Linked DNA regions of Rattus norvegicus: region 2 is linked to region 1. Evidence: chromatin contacts called from public Hi-C data. All regions are on one chromosome and are shown on one strand. Each heading gives the region's core, a stretch centred on a gene start, on an enhancer-like site or on the middle of the called end of the contact. The rest is flanking DNA. Distances are from core to core; before and after follow the strand shown. Region 1 holds the start of Eif3e (eukaryotic translation initiation factor 3 subunit E). Region 2 holds the start of Emc2 (ER membrane protein complex subunit 2).

Region 1 (6,977 bases), core at 3,317-5,816:
AAGTAGACAGCCTATAGAATACAACTTTGATAGTTTAATACAACTGTTACACAGAGTACAGCTTTAATACAACTTTTATATGAAGTACAACTTTGATGGCACACACTATGATCTGAAGGTATTTAATCAACATGTTTAAAGTAGATTCACATCTTTCACTAGGAGAAACCACCCCTTAGCATCCTTGTAATCTTCCTATTCCTTTTCACCCAACAACTTGAAGAACTTGATCATTAAACTTTTTGGCTATAGTTCTCTCATGTATCACATAAAACATACATTTTCAGCTATTGTCAAGCTTTAGTTGTAACATTAAAACTTACCATGGGGAATATCATCGGAATAAAGGTTTTTGTAAACATCCATAGCAAAGTCCACCATATTGGTATCACTAAGAAGATCCAATTTTCCTTGTAATAATTCTTTCTCATTATAAATCTGCAAGGAAAAAAACCCTTACGTTATATAATATGTTATATATAATACGTTATATAAATATAACGTATAATTTTAACGTTATATTTAAGTTCTTCAGTTTATTAAAAAAACATACTTCATGCAACTATTTTGAAAATGTGTTTGTATATGGGTTGGTGAGTTGGTTCAGCAGGTAAAGTACTTGCTGAGCATGTAAGTCAGGAGAGCAGTTTTCAATCCCTGAACGTCACACAAAGATGAAGAGAAATGACTTCATAAAGTTATCCTTTGTTCTCTGACCTCCACACATGTGTGCTGTGGAGCTAGTGCACCCTAGAGCCCCCACCTCTCACAATTTTTACTTAAAAATGCATCATAGGGCTAGATATACAGGTCAGTAGCAGAATCCTGGCTTAGTGTATATAAAGTCAGAGTCACCACCAGTATAACCTGTGTGAGTTTGTCCATATACAGACACACTCACAGACAGACAGACAGGCACACAGGCACGCACGCACGCTAAACATTTTGTAAAAAGAAAAGCAACCAATAGAGGAAGCACCCAATTCACACAAAATATCCTGTCTCCCCAAAGATTTGGAAATGTACTTCATTCCCACTGACTTCTGATCTCAATTACTGTTTTATCAAGCAATCTTTTATTCATTCTAGAAAAGTTACGCAATATACAAAAGTCTCCATAGCTTCTCCACTACAAAGCAAGCGTCCTTGCTTCTTCTCCATGTCCAGGTAATCAGGGATAGGCTCTTAAATGTTTTACCTCTTTACTGTCCTTTGCATCCCCATGACGGCTACCCACCACTCCTTGATGTGACCTTTATCTTTACTTCTCATTTAAGAGTTGCAATCGTTTGAATGCTTCCCCATCTGTACCTCTAAGTTTAAACTAGCACCAATTTTTTAAGTCAACAACCTCATGACAAGTTTTTGCTTTGCAAAGGATTCTGGAAACACATATTAACTCACAAGAAATAAATTATACATACAGACTTACACAAACATAAAGGCTACTTGAGAATATGTAAGGAATCTGAGAGATACTTAGTCAAAGACTCATTTTCTGAGTTTAATCTTGCAAAGGAAAGATCGCGAAAGAATCCACAACTATGTAACACAGATTCAAAACTGAATGTTTCAAAATGTGTACAAAACTCCAACAAAACAGTAATAAAGAACAATTAATCTAACTGAAATGGCTAAAACACCTTAATAGTCACTAACAGAACAAGATAATCAAATGAACAAAAAAAATCTCAACTTCATTAATCAAAAGGAAGTGCATATAAAAACTATGATAAAAACAAAACAAAAAGCCTGAGAGTATCAGTATTAATGTGAATGCAGACTAAATGGAATATTCAAATCCTACTGGCAAGAATAGTCACTTAAGAAAAAATATTTCTACCTCCTGAAGTCATCATGCTTTGACTCACAAACTGTGCAAAATATCAGAACAAGATTAATCTATTTAAAAGTATATTCCTAAAAGTGCTTATATTAAAGTATAAAAGTATATTCCTAAAAATGTTTATACACAGTTGTTTAATACTAGAATGGATAGACAAACTGGTACAATACCATCAGCACTGAATAAACTGCCATTAAGGTGAGTGACTTTCACAGAGCAGTAGGAGGGCAAGATGACACGAATTAGTTCATGAAGCCAGGGGCACTGATATATACTTATAATACCAACACTCAGGAGGACCTCTGGAGTTGGGAGTTCTAGACCACTAGGGCTACACAGGGAAACTGTTTCTAAAAACAGAGCTTAGAATATAGATCACAGTGGAAGACAGCCTGTCAGTTACATGAAGAGATTGGGGTTCAATCCCTAGCATTAAGCAAGTATACATCCCTATTGGCAAATTTCTATGAAGAAAAAAGAAGTTGGATATGGTGATATACTTTTGTAAATTTAGCAATTGGGAGACTGACAGGCTGGTAAGTGGTTCAAAGCCCGGCAAGCAAGATCTTATCTTAAAAGAAAAACAACCTTCACAAAAGTCAAACAAATCTATCACATGAACAGAGCTTACACTGAGAGGCAGAATGACTAAGAAGTTGGTTAAAACAGAAAAATAGAAAAACAAAAACAAAATAAAACAAACCTTCTGAAGTGCAGAGGAATTAAGACAGGGCAAGGACCTTAACCCATGTCCAAATTCAAATTCTTATCTTGGCACCATCTAACCTGACACTTCACATAATAAACTGTGGCATGCAAATACATAATTCATTCAACTATTCCATGAATGTCAAAAGCCTTTTTAAGGAGCACCTAGGTTAGAAGCCAGCTGTTACTCTCCTGGAACTCATATCCTCCAGTAGATTACAAATGTGTACCTATTGGCAAACATATGATCCCTGCCTCTGTTCCAGTTGCCTGGCATTCAGGACTCAATCCCCCTTCCCAAAGTCCTTTTTGCCCATTAAAGATAAAAGAAATTCTTGGATTTTAACAGTACTTGGTCAATACTTGTCCCCTATGTACCACTGTTACCTTACAGACACATCATACGAAAAAAGTGAGATGACGGAGTTTTAGCTTGGATATTTAGGAACCATCTTCCTCTTGAAGTATTAAAGACATCTTAATAACATCCTACCTGGTGTTTCCACTAAGTATCAGTTATAATTTGCCTACGAATAAACAATCTACACTTACACATTCCTCCCTGTTTGCCTTAAAAACATAAATGCATTAAAAAAAACCCCACAAGAATATGAAGTTCAGGCAGATTCAAAATATCTGCTACACTAGCAAGGCGAAGGATTTCAATATATATATTTCTCATGTACCTTTGCTAAAGGACCCTGGTTTACCCAGAAAATGAAACAAAAGACAGACAGAACTTTTATCTCTAGTGTATAGACTGAAAAATTCAATGCAAAAAGAATATATCCATCAAGCTCAAGTCTCACCTGTCAAGGCATTTTTCAGCACTTACTTAAAATTGATTTCGCTCTTCCCTAGTGACAATACGCTTGTTTAGAAAGTTTCTTATGAATATAAATATTATACCTATCATATAAACCATAGCTATCTGGAAGCTTATATATGTCATCAAAACAGTTTTACCACACTTTTTAGAAAACTGCCAGTGACACAAAAATATCTGTTCCCTGAATCTACAGTTCTCTAGTTATAATCTGTGTCCAGAAAACAGAATTCATTAACTCTTCTAGACAAAATTCTAGCCTTACATTTTACTTACTGTAATTAGTAAAATGCATCAATTTCCCCGTAAAGTCACTATATAGTTAGGTCTAATATTTCTAATTCAATATTTCTCAGAACCCCCAATGTCCTAAATTTAGAGTTGAAACGTATTAAGTCCCCAAACTACATACTTAGTGAGGATATCTCATAGAACATTAACGACTGAATCACACTACGTTAAGTCTAAACATCAACACTAGGAAACAAAGTTTACATTGCAGCTCGTGGGACTGTGGGTTATTCTTCGTCTTCACCCTCATCTGACAACGTACGCTCCATTTCTACGAAGTAAATATCAAAGTCCCGGAAATTCACAGCAAAGCATCCTCAATTTCAAGGAAATTAAGAGTGCCAGATACTACTTTTTAAGTGTAAGAGAATCTTGTTATGGGATTCTGAGCACAACCCCAATCCAAGGACACTGACTCGGTTTCTAAAAAGAAAAATGAAACTTCCAACAGGATCCGTGAGGAGCCAAAAGCTCCAGCGCTCCTCCGGCACAGCCACCGCAGCTTCAGGCGAGTACAGACCAGGCCGACACCAGGATCCTGCACCTCAGGCCAGGAAGTAAATACCTCGGCATCGTCAGAACCCGGCGCTATCACCTCACTCCTCCGAAGGCACAGTTGAGTCCCACCGCCCTGAGCACCCCAACTGCGATACAGTAAGCGAGAAGCTACCGGGCCCAGCTGGTGTCAGGCCGGCTCAAGCCGGCTTCCGGCTCGCACGTGTGTAGGCCCTGCCGCCACCTCCCTGCTTCTCTAGGCGCCTCTCTCGTTCCTACGCCGTCCTCCTTCTCAAAGCTTCCTCACCTCTTTCACAGAGAGAAACTCAAGAAGCGGAAAGACCAGGTGTCGATCCAGAAAATGCGCGATGCGAGTAGTCAAGTCGTACTCCGCCATCTTGCCGGGGGAAAGGAGGGCTTGTTCGCTATAACTTTATTGACAGCGCAGAGAGGCGGACAGGCCGCGCACTGCGCATGTGCACTCGTGGTCCCGCCGGGGCGGGCTGATGACAATGGCCGCGCGTGCGCCTTGTGGGCCCTCCCAACCACTCCGGCCTCTCCCTCCTTCTGGGTGGGGCTCAAGCCTTGAACAAAATTTCTCCTGTTCTGGCTCTTTCTAGAAAGCCTTCTTGTACCAATAAAGTAATGCTAGTTTAGGAAGGAAGGAAACCAAGAGTTTAGTTTTACACATAAATTGATGAAATCTGTCCTGCTTGAGAGATTGGAGAGAGTGATTATTAGTTTGAAACTACAACGAGGTCTTATCTTAAATAACATCATTCTTAAATCCATATCACTGAGATCAGAAGACCCACGTTTAATCTGCCCCTTTGTGAAGCCTAAGTAAAGAAAAAGAGAGATGATTATGCTCTTTGCCAGCTTACCCTTGCTCTCCTTAGCAAGTTCATTCCTTCACTGGCATTAAACCTAGTTCTTCTGGAATCAGAGAAAGAACTGGAAGAGCTTGAAGGGGCTCGAGACCCCATATGTACAACAATGCCAAGCAACCAGAGCTTCCAGGGACTAAGCCACTACATAAAGACTATACATGGACTGACCCTGGACTCTGACCTCATAGGTAGCAATGAATATCCTAGTAAGAGCACCAGTGGAAGGGGAAGCCCTGGGTCCTGCTAAGACTGAATCCCCAGTGAACGTGATTGTTGGGGGGAGGGCGGCAATGGGGGGAGGATGGGGAGGGGAACACCCATAAAGAAGGGGAAGGGGAGAGGTTAGGGGGATGTTGGCCCGGAAACCGGGAAAGGGAATAACACTCGAAATGTATATAAGAAATACTCAAGTTAATAAAATACAAAACAAAACAAAACAAACAAACAAAAAAAACCTAGTTCTTCTGGATTCCGGCATCGACTGAAGACTTCCTAAGACATCCAACCTGAATTGAACAGCTACTATACTCTTGGACTTTACAGTGGGAGACAGCCATTTTTGGAATAGACCATAACCTATTACCCATTCAAAAAAAACCCTATTTACACACACACACACACACACACACACACACACACACACACACACACACACACACAATTATTCAATCAGTCTGTCTCTCTAGAAAGCCCTAACTAATATAACATAGTTGGAGGAGAGGAGAGCCTGAGGCTCCAAGTACCAGTTAATTAAGTGAAGTAGCCCTGATAGTTCATGGCAATAGCCTACATTCATGTTTAAATTGTTCACAACAATTCATTTATTTAACTTTATTTAAACTATCCACAACAATTTTTCTTCTGTTAATATTTGACTCTGGTTATTTTCTCTTGACACATTCTATCCCCCTCCCCTGTTTCGGTTATTTTCTTTATTTACATTTCAAACTGTTCCCAGTTTCCCCTCCACAAATCCCCTAAACTCCCTGTCCTGTCCCCCTCCACCCTGCTTCTATGAGGGCGTTCCTCCCCCCACCCCCAGTTCCCCACTCCTCCCTCACTGCCCTAGCATTACCCTACACTGGGGCACCAAGCCTTCACAGGACCAAGGGAGCTTCTCTCCCATTGATGCCAGATAAGGCCATCCTCTGCTACATATGCAACTGGAACTATGGGTTTCTCCATGTGTATGTACTCTTTGGTTGGTGGTTTAGTCCCTGGGAGCTCTGGGGTATCTGGTTGGTAGATATTGTTGTTCTTCCTATGGGTTTGCAAACCCCTTCAGTTTCTTCAGTCCTTCCCCTAACTCCCCCACTGGGGTCCCTGTGCTTAGTCCAATGGTTGGCTGCAAGCATCTGCGTCTTTATTGGTCAGGCTCTGGCAGAGCCTCTCAGGGGACAGCTATAGCAGGCTGCTAGCAGCAAGCACTTCTTGGCATTAGCAATCCTGTCTGGGTTTGGTGGCAGCATATGGGATGGATCCCCAGGTGGGGCAGTCTCTAGATGGCCTTTTCTTCAGTCTCTGCTCCACTCTTTGCCCCTGTACTTCCTTTAGATAGGAGAAATTATGTTCATAGCTGTCTTATTTATAATAGCCAGAAGCTGGAAAGAATCCAGATGTTCCTTAACAGAGGGATGGACACAGAAAATGTAGTACACTTACACAATGGAAACTACTCAGCTATTAAAAATAATGACTTCATGAACTTCACAGATAAATGGATGGAACTAGAAAATATCCCGAGTGAGGTAACCCAGTCACAAAAGAATAGCCACAGTATGTACTCACTGGAAAGTGGATATTTCTCAAAAGCTCTCAGAATACCCAGGATACAACTCACAGACCATATGAAACTCAAGAAGAAAGACCAAAGTGTGGATACCTCTTAGAAGCAGAGACTAAATGATCACCAGGAGGTAAA
Region 2 (6,901 bases), core at 597-3,096, 210 kb after region 1:
AATCGCAGTGTGACTAGTGATAAGTATTGGATTGTTACATGGGAAGTAGAGGAGAGGGGCCCACAGAGGACTTAGAGTAATTCAGTAAATGCAAAAATGAGGGGAGGGGCATGTGGGACATTTGGCTAATGGAAGACTAAAATGAAGAGGTAAGTTGTAAAGTAGGTCTGCCTTTGAGCTTTGAGAGATGGAAAAGTAACAGGAATTGGTGTAAGAAAAGAGAAAGAAAGGGGGAAAGGAGAGATGGGGATAGACATAGAGATAGATTGCTAGAGATATATAAATAGAGAGAGGGAGGGACAGAAAGCAAGAAAGAGAAACAGTATGGGGCAATATTCTACACAGCACTGTCTTATCAGAACACGAATATGAATTTGACTGAAGCATTTAAATTTTTTGAATGAAATAATTTTTTAAGTCTGCTTAGTCAGAGGAGAAAATAATTCAGAATCTAACCCAGGTTTATAAGTTTCCTTTTCTGTCCTTTCAGGCTCATTGCTGGCAGATAGCAACAAGTTCTTCCCTTCCCCTGCCTCACTTAAAAATTGCCAAGAGTGGGTAATGGAAAGATGCTGATCAAAGACGTACATTTTTGTTTAGATGGAGATTTTAGTCAACAACAGTATCGCATCATATATTTGGTATTTTGATAAAAAGCTATTAGGTGTTTTCTACCTTCCAACATGGTAACTATTTAGGAGATGGATAAGTTAATTATTTGGGGTAATAATTTCAAATCATTAAGCTATACACTGTATATCTATCTATATCTATCTATCTATCTATCTATCTATCTATCTATCTATCCTTTTGTCAATGATATCTCATTAAGGATATGGAAAACAAAGAAACAAAAACCCTTCAACAGCTAGGCTGTGGGATATAGGTCTCTCAGTCTCAACTCTATTGCCTCTTCTTCACTAACCCCTAACTATGGGTGATCTGTCATATTTTCATACATCCCCAGCTTACAAATCCTCTGTTTACACAGTAAAATACTCATTAGAAATACTAAACACATTGTTGGGGATGTGCAATTCAGCCATTTCACCTTTGAGCCAGTCTTTCTTCAAAGTAAGTTTTTGGTGGGAAGTTCTCCCCAGATGAGTGAACAGAAGCAAAGTTTAGGCGCTGAAGTGTCTTTATTCTTTATTCGTTCTTTATACGTACTTACACATTGGCTGCTCTTATGGAGATTTCAATCTAGACTTGCATCTGAAAGGATAATGAAATTAAATATAAGACAGATATTAACTATGGATGCAGGTCTGCAGCCGAGCTGTCTTGAGAACATAAAATTCCTTGGCTCTGGGGACATGATAATGGAAATGGAGAATAACAGTTGCTCCTTCAAATCTTTCACAAAACTTTGTTGTTCTATTTAGCTGAACATTAAAAGACCACAGAAAGCCACTTTCATGATGTATAGAGGAAAGTTGGGAGTGGGCAAATATTTGACTAAAACGTTGAGTTTCAGGGGTCTCTGAAGATAAAGTACAGACTAAGGACTATGATAGAATGAATATACCTGTGTAAAGGAAAATGAAAACCCTGAGTCGGCATCACATTTGATAAAATCTCAGGAAAAAGATTAAGTTACCTCAGCCCAACTAAGATTAGTTGTGTCACAGACTCCTTACTCAGCAGCTCCCGCAGCTCACCGCTGGCCCCGCCCTCAGACTCCGCCCCCGGCCTCGTCCCTTCGGCTCCTCCCTCTTTCCCGTAAGAGCTGTAGAAATGGGAGGAAGATTCCGCCCATTCCCTTCTATCGACCAATAAAAAATGGTTTCGTCATTTGCCATTGCCCGGTAGCGGGTGACGTGCTGCGTCTCCCCGCCCTCTCTCCCCGCTGCCTCTAGGTTCTAGGAAGATGGCGAAGGTCACTGAGCGTTACGATGTGACTTGGGAAGGTAATGTTGGGCGGGGAGGGTGCAGGAAGACCCAAAGCCCTGGGATATGGTTCAGAAGTACCCAGAGTCCCCGGAGAGATTCGTGCCCCGTTGTGTCCTCGGCCGGGCAGCTCTCCCTGAACTGGTTGAACCTAGTGGAGACTGGGGCTGGTTCCTTCCTGGGCCCAGCCACGGTCTGCGACGTACCCTGTCGCTTTTGCCGGTCCGTACACCGTCCCACCTGCCTCTCTGTGCACCGGTTCTGTCATCTTCTGTTTAAGAGGCGAGAGGAACACGGGGTTGCGACTGTCACACAGCATGTGGTTTCTGGGAGGCGTGGTTGAGGCGGGATTTGTGTGTTGACTCTTGTTTGAAACCAAGAGATAGGTCCAGTGAGGCCTGTGCTAAGTGTTTGTAAATTGTATAGACAAGGTGTGTGGGAGATCCATAAACAAATGTGGTTCAATATGCACTTTCTATTTTGTTCTCTTTTCAGAACTGGGTTTCGAATGCCTTCCCCTTTTAAATTCATTGGTCAAACCTACTTAAAGCACACACAGCATAGCTTCCTACTTACTTTCTGCCAATTCATTTACTGAAGGAGAATGTAACTGGTTAATTTGATTCACATATGATCGACTTTTCCTGTCTGATTGACCAAGAGTGGAGAGTCTTTAAATAAAATATTCAAATCTTGGATCAGTTCTGTGTGAACTGTTACCTCTTTCAAAAAACGTTGGTGGGAGTCATACTTAAGAAAATAAATGAGTTTTTTAAAAACATGCAATTTCTGTCCATGGACAGTCCATATTCCCAAAAGTTGACACAGTACAGTGTATTGGAGTAGCTAATTTGCCCACTGTATGCTTTTGTGGGATTTTTTTTTTTTTTTGTGAAATTTTCGTGAATTGTTTGATCGTGAGTAAGTGTCTGAAATACTTTAAGGAGCAAAAGATTTTATATTGATAGAGAAATATAAGTGCTAGTTCTTCTGTATGTTAAGTAATACACAGCTCCAACCTTCAAAGAGTTTATAGTTTAATGGAACAACAAATCTGTCAATTCATTTTTAAAAGGTACGTGTCAGCACGTACTCTTCAGTGGTAAAGTTGATAGGTTAGTGGGTGTTTTAAATGTTATAAATACTTCATGATTGTTGAAAAGTGATATTATGACGGTGTGTAAAGGATAGCTTTTAAGGTCTATTAATGTGTACAATCAAGGGACAAGGATTATGTCACTGCTGGCAAACAAAATCATTCTGTATAGCTTCGTCCTTTCCTGTGGGCATTCTAAAGTGTAGTGATATCACTAGATTTCGAATAGTTACTGCTGTGCAAATTTGTTGAGCAATGAAAGAAGAAATTATTTTAAAGTGGTCGATAAGCTCTTAACCTGAGCGAAAAGATTTTGTTGTTGGGTGATAGTATTATGTCACTCTGCTGAAAGATCTGTCTAGAGCCACTGCCGGTGCCAACTCTGTGAGCTGGCTCAGCTTGTCTTGTCTAGATTGCCTAAATTGTCAGGCAATTGTCTTAGGAGCACAAGCAATTCCTTCCACCAACAGTGTTCTCTCCTCACAGTCTCACTCCTTCCTCACTCTTAAATGTTAGCCTCTCAGGATCATGCTCTAAAGTTACGTATTGCAGGACCCTTAAGCATGCATCTTCTTACCCCTGCCACCATATTTACAAAAGAAGGAAAGAGGGAAAACAAGAAAATGAAAACCCCAAGCAACTGAATTGAACAAAACCTGCTCCTGGATCATGTGTTTTCTTACTATTGAAGTACTTTCTTGCTTATGTTACCTCAAATTTTTTTCTGTGTTAGAATGAAAGAAACTAGGCCAACTGTGCTCACTGTTATGTAACTAGTGCTTGACACAGGGAAGAAACTTGAATTATTGATTATTGAACTATTGAAAGTATTAATAACCAACACTAAGTTGTCCACGCTCTTTTCTTGCTTTCTAGTCTAGGCACTTCAGTGGCTAGAACACGGTTTCCTTATTTTTGTAAACTGAAGTCTTAATTTTCCTGAAAACCTGTCTTAGGAGTTTTGTTTAGATGTGGTGGACAGTGCCAGCTGTATCCTGAAGAACTCCATCGCCATCATAAATGGGTCCAAAGAACACTATAGTGTGTGTATGTATGGGTGTGTCTGTGTGTTTGTGTAAATGTCTGTGTCTCTGTGTAGTGTTTGTTACATGTCATACATGAGAGTGTAGGTATGCATAGGCACAAAGAGGCCAGAAGAGGAAGCTGTGTCTTGCTGTACATTCTCTACCTTATTTATTTGAGGCAGGGTTTCTCACTGAACCTGAAGCCAGGCTACTAGACAGCAACCCCCAGTGACCAATATCTCCTCCCCAAACCCCTTCCTAGTGCTGGGGTTAGAGCCAAGCAGGCCTTTTTTATGTTTTGCAAAGGATTCAACTCAGGTTCTTATGCTTGCTAAGCAAGGACTCTTACCCCACAAGAGCTCTTAGCTACTTAGCCCCTGTAATTCTTGTAATAGGAATGTATATATAAAAGACTTTAGTAAGTTTAACACTCTTTTAAGTCTCAAATGATATTAATGAATAGAATGAAAGACTACTTTGTAAGACCTGTTGAAAGCATTTGTTATGTAAAATATATTTAAAAATTGGAGGCAGGAAAGAGAATTTAGACTCGTAAGGAAAATAGCGAAGTTTCTTGAGATATGTGTGTAGGCATGGCTCGATAGCGTGCCTTGGGCAGTGCCTAGCATATAATAGACATGAAATGAGTTTTTAAAAATGTTACAGAGAATTTTGTTTGTATTCCTCTTTTTTACTTCATCCCTTAAGAAACCACAGTTGTGACATTTCCTGGATGCAGCTTCTCATATCTAGAAGATACAGTCTTACAGCTGACATTATGATCTGCTGACTCTTACCTTTCCTGTCCCCTTTCCAGGATTTTCTCTGAGCCTGAGGAGCAGGGACTGTGTTGTATATGTATCAACAGTTTGGTTTCTATGTCTTACTTTTTCTTTAAGGTCTTTAGGAAGACACTTTGCCAATTCAAATGTTTATATTTTATACATTTCTGTTATACTTGCCATTACAGGTAATGCCCTCTATGCAAGATTTTGATTTTGTATCTTTTTGTATGTATATGTGTGTATGATATATGTGTGTATGCATGTAGATACCATAAGTTCCTGCTGGGTGTTTGTCTATTGGATTCTACTTAAGTTTTCAAAACAGCTTGTCTCACTACATCTTGAGCTCACTGATTGGCTGGACTGATGGGCCAGTGGGTCTCCAGGATCCACCTGTGTTCCCATAACTTAGGGGGGTGTCACCATGTTCATATTTTTGCAAGGGTTCTAGGGATTGGAACTGAGGTCTTTATCCATCCTTCTGCAGCAAGCACTGTCTTTCTCCCCAGCCCCTCGCTTTTGCTTCTTAATAGAATTCCCCTAGGTTTACTTCATTCTTTTCACACTGTTCTTTTAATAAGTTCTCTGCATCCATTTGCTGCCAAGTGCTGGAATGCACTAGATTGACTTCATACCTCACTAGGTCACTGCCATACATAATTGGGAGAACACTTCTACTGAATTTTCTGTACACTTAAATAACTTACTTTTTGCCTTCAAATTTAGTACCCACCCCATCCATTAAGAGCTAAGGCAATTTCATTGTCCTGTAACTGTGATTTGGTGATCCAAATTTGTGATACTATGAATAATTGCTAAAAGATATATACTGATTCATATACCTGAGTCTATAAGTGGTCTTTGAGAATGTGTATTGGAATGGAGGAAATACAGGAGAAAGGTGTTTCGTATAAACGAAGCAGAGTAGGAGGCAGGCTATTTCCTTATCTCTCGAGGTCCAGGTGTCTTGGCACAGTGAGACTTAGTCTTTAGGGAAAGATGAACAGGATAGCCCCTTGTAACCTCTTTTATTGATATTACCCCGTGTAGAAAGACAGTAGTTAATAGCAGGTACAGAGAGTGGTGAATAGATTACATATATAGTATGTAATAAAGTGAGCTTGGATTTGAAGAGTGTACTGCCTTTGGGGAACAGCTTAAAAAGAAAAGTACACTCAAGGGAGGAATGCTCCCCAAATTCCCTTATTTTACTTCCTTAAGGTAGCCAAACCCTTTGTGGTGCTTTATGTTTACTAGAATGTTTTCTGTAAATTACTTGACAGTAGGAGTCCTAAATGCAGACTACATAAATGAGGGCAACATGTGAATGAGGTTGAATGAAAGATTGGTAAAGCCTATGAGGAGTGCACGGGTGCATGATCTTTTAATAGTAATCGAAATCGGCTTAGAAGCAAAACAAAAATCCAAACCACAGCACTGTTCAAACATGAACTCTCGGTTTTGCTGTATTTAAGTTTCATGAGAGACCTGTGAAACTTGTAATCCTGTGTATGTAATAACCAAAGTGGTAGAAATGTTTAATGATAAGTCCCGAATCACCACCTTCAGGTTGATGAGGCAAAGGTGATTTAATACTAGTCCTCTCACTAGATCCTTTGCTCTTTCTGAATCTTGTATGGAGCCAAGCATCAGCATATATTTTTTTTTAATAAAGAATAACCAGATAGTACTTCTATCTAAATGTTCTAAATGTCAGCAGCTTTTGTGTGTTATTTGGCTTGTATTGTCTCTTCTTGTATCATTGCAGCATAGAAAAACAAAACCTCCCCAAACGTAGGTTCTAATAAAAGTTTGCTAGCAAAACAATTGGCTACAAATTTGGCCTTAAGGTTGTAGTTTCTTGTCAAGTTTAAATTTTCTGATATAAATGCAAAGTGCAGAGCAAGCTAGAGATACCGTAGTCAGAACAAGATAGTGTTTGCAGTTATAATAGTGACTGACTGAGGAAGAATCATCAAAATAGCAATATGCATAAAACTGAGCAAAAATTCTGTTTTCAGCACACACAATTAATAATGCTCACTACAGTAGCCAAGTTATACAAGTATTATTTTTTATCTCCATTTGGTAGATGAGAATGTTGA

The links. Hi-C and Micro-C count contacts between places; a contact is called where the count stands out from the background.
Region 2: a contact with region 1 is called in a Hi-C map of mammary epithelial cells, with 2.3 times the contacts expected there. The contact joins the promoter of Emc2 here to the promoter of Eif3e in region 1. A contact is called at or near these places in 2 of 12 Hi-C or Micro-C datasets (frontal cortex and mammary epithelial cells).

The regions. Positions count from the first base shown.
Region 1 is chr7:76,252,634-76,259,610 of GRCr8, forward strand. Eif3e (eukaryotic translation initiation factor 3 subunit E) reads right to left here and starts at 4,567. Exons shown (of 13, transcript NM_001011990.1): 1 at 4,474-4,567; 2 at 324-438. The coding sequence starts at 4,563.
Region 2 is chr7:76,470,053-76,476,953 of GRCr8, forward strand. It overlaps Emc2 (ER membrane protein complex subunit 2), which reads left to right and starts at 1,847. Exons shown (of 11, transcript NM_001113785.1): 1 at 1,847-1,910. The coding sequence starts at 1,871.